Regions from separate parts of the Triticum aestivum genome. Here region 1 is linked to region 2. Evidence: chromatin contacts called from public Hi-C data. All regions are on one chromosome and are shown on one strand. Each heading gives the region's core, a stretch centred on a gene start, on an enhancer-like site or on the middle of the called end of the contact. The rest is flanking DNA. Distances are from core to core; before and after follow the strand shown.

The links. A called contact is a pair of places that touch in the nucleus more often than the background predicts.
Region 1: a Hi-C map of leaf shows a contact between it and region 2, with 7 times the contacts expected there. The contact joins the promoter of LOC123159301 here to the promoter of LOC123155519 in region 2. A contact is called at or near these places in 2 of 5 Hi-C or Micro-C datasets (both in leaf).

What each region holds. Positions count from the first base shown.
Region 1 is chr7B:537,944,102-537,946,801 of IWGSC CS RefSeq v2.1, reverse strand. It overlaps LOC123159301 (stromal processing peptidase, chloroplastic), which reads right to left and starts at 1,352. Exons shown (of 26, transcript XR_006479625.1): 1 at 1,050-1,352; 2 at 757-952; 3 at 96-322.
Region 2 is chr7B:537,316,847-537,319,546 of IWGSC CS RefSeq v2.1, reverse strand. LOC123155519 reads left to right here and starts at 1,363. Exons shown (of 6, transcript XM_044573681.1): 1 at 1,363-1,642; 2 at 1,816-2,417. The coding sequence starts at 1,873.

The DNA of each region.
Region 1 (2,700 bases), core at 103-2,602, 630 kb before region 2:
AAGGAAATGATTGTGGCAGTATAGTCATGTCGTACCCACTTCTGGTAATTGTATTACAGTGTGTATAAAATGGGGTGAAAATGAAGCTTCCTCACCTGTCTGCTGGAACTTTATTAGGTAAAATAAGATATCTGAGGCCATTCTTCAATTGACCCCGTATTAGCTTTGGATGGGACGGAAGAGGGGTGTCCAGGACATCTTCAAACGCCTCGTTTCTTATAGTGGGATCGTAAGCTTTATCAAGAGCTGCCTCAGACCATGTTGGACTTGCAACATGTGGTTCGTCAGGTCCAGCAGCACGTAATATATGACTAAGCCTGGTCTGAAAACATCGAATAGTTAAGTCAATGCCTTCAACATTTAGCTTGCTGCATACTCAAATACCGGCAAGCAACTGCCTTCTCGCTATATGTTGCTCGGTACAATATTTGCCTCCCACTAGTGAAGCTCAACATTTAGCTTGACAGTTAATGAAAAAACAATCATGTGTAGGCTTTATGGACATGGAAACCAGGGACTCCTTTTAGTACAAAAACTACGGCTGAATTTTTTGCACTACCACTGATGGTCGACCCACATTTATTGTGCTGCTCATATGCCCCCCATAATACGCACCACTAATTAAGGAACCAAGCAGAACATATACTAGTAACAAGAGAAGCAAGGAACAAAACACTTTTCCCCAGCAGTCACCACATGCAATCTGTTAACAGAAAAATAGCTGCCTAATAATCCATCAACACAGATGAAACGAACCTTAGGCCCGCTGCACCGACTGTGCAGCGATAAGCCCGAGGTGTGAGGGAGCGCGCACGGCGCGAACCTGGCGAGCCCCGGTCGTCCCCGCCTCCGGCTCTTCGGGAAGCACGAGAGGCACCCGTCCCTCTCCTCACCGAGAATCCCAGCGGCTGACGCCGACGCCGCGCCGAGCCCTTGCGTCCGCCTCCTCGACCTGCAGGCACACACGCAGCGACGCGAATCAGCAATTCGCTAACAAACCCGGTGAACCCTCGCAGGCGGCGTGGGTCGATTCGTGCGTCCGTACTAACCTGGGCGTGACGGCGCGGCGGTGCGAGCAGCGGAGGGGGTTGGCCGGCGCGGCGGTGGCGGAAGGGCGCAGGGCGAGGGAGGGGCGTGGGCGGAAGGCGTGGGAGGAGTGGTGCACCGCGGCGGCGGAGAGGGAGAGGCCCGGGGCGAGGCGCGGGGGCGCGGCCGCTGCCGCGGCGACGACGGAGGGGGATGGGAAGGAGGCCATGGGGGTGGGATGGCCCGGAGGGGAGGGGAGGATAGGAGAGCGAGAGAACGCTGCTCTCTCCCTCTATTACTAGTCTTTTCTGGGTATTTTGGTGTTTTTGTGAGGGTAAAATAGGCTGGGGCCTATCGAGGAGTTGGGGGCCGGCACGGCGGCTTTCGCGGCTGCGAGAGGTGGAGACGCAAATATCCTCCTGGCTCGCGAGTTGGTGCCGGAAGGGCACCCGAGTTTGCATTCGGGTTCGGCCCCGGCCGCACTTAAGCGTGAACAGACTTTCTTTTCTTCTTTTTTTCAGGACCAACATTCAACAGACTTTCTTTTTTGAGGTTAATGTTGCCGCTTTATTTAGCCAACATGGCTAGGAATCAAATTGGGTGTTCAAGGATCGTTGCCGAATCTGACTGCTTAGAGGTAATCAATGCGTGCAATGGAATCTCAGATATATTGGCACCATATGCTGCTACTCTCATGGATCGTTTCCAACTCACACACGGTGTATCTTCGATTCGTTTTCAGCATTTGTTCGAGGGAAGCCAATAATTTGGCACACTATCTAGCTGGGCATGCTTATGATATTCAGTTGGTGTATTGATGGGACGATGAACAACCTAGTTTTCTTCTTCCACGTGTCTTGAAGGATGTAACTCTGATAATTTCGCAATAAAATGCCTTACAATCTCATCTCCTACGCCTATTTTTGCTAACTTATGCGCGACAATATTAGTAGAACAACGAACCCATGCAACTCGAAAATCCATGCGCATGTTGAGCATCTCCTTTATCTCTTGAACCCACAGCTCGACTGCAACTAGGTTCATCTGCGGATCATTGATCATTTGCACCACTGTCTTGTTATCAAGCTCCATATGGACTCAACCCCGTTCTCGATCGCTACCTATAATGCTCTCCTACAAGCAAGAATTTCAGCGGCCTCTGGATCAACAATGTTTTGGAAATAGTGGCTAACTCCAGCACAAAAGCTATATTGTGATCCCTCGGGGCGGCACCACCTCCACCTTTGTCACCAAACTTTGACATGGCTCCATCAGAGTTCACTTCCACCCAACCATCATCTGGAGGTTGTTGGAAATATGCCCTAGATACAATAATATTGTTGATGGGGCAAATTCCCGTCAGATCCCTCGGTAGGGGTCCAAGCGCAGCTAGAAGTCATGGATCAGAGATCACACAAGGGGTTTATCCAGGTTAAGGCCTCGAAGAGTAATAACCTACATCATGCTGGTTTCGATGACTCATAATGGAGGGATACCTCGTGCGACGGGTTACATTAGTGCATGAGATTGCTACCAAGAGTTCTCCTATCTGAAGATAGATGATCAATGAGTATCCTAGACCTCCCTTTATATAGATAGGAGAGGTCTGCGATTTATATGGTAGATGCGATCTGGGGCACTGCCGCCCTCTAGTCTTGGATGTTAAGAAGGTCG
Region 2 (2,700 bases), core at 114-2,613:
AAGCAATAAATATGACAAGACCTATTCTCACGGGCCCTTCATTGGTGTTGGGTTGAATGTCGTTGAATCAGGAAGAGACATTACTCTAAAGCTTCATCATTGTTTCAACCTCACCGATGCCGCCATGGAGAAAATACAGAAAACAAGAACCCGCTAGAACTAACTAAGAACAACAAAAGGAACGGTCCCTACTCCTGGCCGCCGACGAGACAGCTAGAAGAGACGTTACTCCAATGCTTCATCACTATTTCAACCTCATCGATGCCGCCATGGAAACAAAAATTCAGAAAACAAGAACATGCTATAACTAATTAAGAACAACAAAAGGAACGGTACCTGCTCCTGGCCGCCGACGAGATAGCCCGACCAGAGATAGGAGGAGGCCCAAGCGGCAATGTGGAAAACGAACTCGATGGGAGCTTCATGTTTGCAAAGATAAAGCTTTCCCCCCAATTTTTTCCGATGACACACCTAGGCGTACCATATTTTTATAGAAGGCGGAAGTCAATTACAAAAGACTACAACTTGCTGCGAACAACAAGTGTAGTTGGAACTCCACACTCCACTATGACAAGTACAAACACAACGGAAAAGGGCTTGCCCTAAGTCAATCATCTAGCCGCGTCACAACAAAAGTCAGTCGCCTTGAAGAGTAATAACTCCAACTGGATTTCCCTTGCCAACGCACTACCCACCCTTGAATGCCTAAGAGGAGACGACGAGTGAATAGCGGGACTCGGTCAGCCATGAGAAAGCCATCGTATTGGAATCACCGGCAGCTGCATACATAGCGCCCACGAAGATTAACTCGGGCAGCGGCAAGCACCACAGACAGAACCACCAGGCCAGGTCCAGGCCAGGTCTCCACATGCGATGCTCTCAATAGAGTGATGACGCCACACCGCCGCCATAGTCGGTCCTGCAACGGACAAGGCTTTCGCCCGAGGACCACAATCTGATCAAGGAGGGAAGATGCCGACACACCTTGGCGACGCCTCCAACAAGGAAAACGACACCCACGGGCGTCGTCACCGCTAGCTCCGAAGGATGAGCAGGATTTTCATCCGAACCGTCGCACCTCTCCCACCCCCATCAACAGATTGGCCAAACTGTCGGAGTCACACCGCCGCTGTCGCAACACCTCGCCACCGTGTCAAGACCACCGCAGTACATCGCCCTCGCACGGCCGAGAGCAATTCCCCCCAAAAAGTTATGGAATATGTTAACGAGCTACCGTATCCTTGATCTTGCTTGCCTGACTGGAAGGGGCAAGTAGTCGAGATCGTAATGCAGGAGTAGTGACGGCACGCTGGCGTTGCGCCGTTATAATTCGCCACGGCAGGCAGAGGAGAGCCGCTTTTCCACGGCTCGCTCGCCCGACCCCATCAAACGTTGAGGAGAGGGGGGAAAAAGAAGAGAGAGAGAGAGAGAGGGCTCGCCCGCTCGAGGATGCCCGTTCCTCTTCCTCCGCAAGAAATAGGCGCAAACACAACAACACAGTGGAGCCAACGGAATCCCCAAATCGATCTCTCGACTCCGGGCCGAGAACCCCCAATTCCCAGTCCTCAGCCCCCATTCCGGTCGCCCTGATCCTCCCCCGCAGGCGATTTGTCGGAGTTCGCCGCCCCTCGCGGCCCTGCCGGTAAGCCCAATCCCTACGCCTATGGCCCTGCTCGGTCTCGCGTTTCTCTCGCCCGTTCCATGGGCAATTGGATCTTCCTTTTTCCCGCGACGCGGCGATGTTATCTGTTTTCGTGTCCGCTAGGTTACTTTCTGTGCGAATTTCTCAGCGGTTGCTGCTGTAATCTGCTGCAGGGTTCTGTGATTCCGCCTCGGGCGCCTCGGGGATCTCTCCGTTGCTCGCCGGCACCCATGGCGCCGGCTTCGGCTCCGGCTTTGGACGTCGAGGGCGAGGTCGGCGGCGGCAACAGCCAGAACGCGCTGAAGTCCGAAGCCGACGGGGAGCGATCCGTCGCTCCGGGAGGCGGTTCTGTGCCCGGTGAATTCCGCTCCGATGACGCGGCCACAGCGGTTTGTGAGGACGGTATCGACTCCTCAGATGACCCTGCCCTGGCCATGGATGTCAACGGCAAGGGCGACGGGGGCAAGGAGAATCTGGGCAAGGTGCGGGTGAAATCCGAGCCCGAGCACTGCGAGGGCGAAGGCGCCGTTCTCGCCCCTTGCACCCGGCCTTTGGGTGCCGATTTTGTGGGGATAGCTTCCTCCTCCTCCTATAAACTGCCCATGGCGAGTCCGGAGGACTCGACTGACCAGCGAGGAGGGGATAGCACGGAGTGCTCGAGCTCGTTCGCAGACTCCCTTTGTGAGACTGGTGATGAGGCAGGCAATGGTGACCTGGAAGTGAATTCTCCCTTTTCAGCTCATGCTAATGGCGGTCAAGCTTCCGCGATGCCCAGGTGAGTCTGTTGGCAGTTCCTTGTATGCATTCAATGGTACTGGTTGGATGATTATGCAATCCTGTTTCCAGATTGTCTGATTGTATTGTTTGAGAAAGAAATGAACAAGCAGAATACCCTGTTAGGCAGTTAGTAACTGATATTATACACTCTTGGCCTTGGGTTTCCCGCGCTGGCAGGGTAAAGAGCAGTGCTATGTGTACGATATTTTTTTTACGACTTTTGTACGACACTGCTCAGTTACCCTTGGATCAGATCTATGCATCAATAGGAGTCGTGGGAT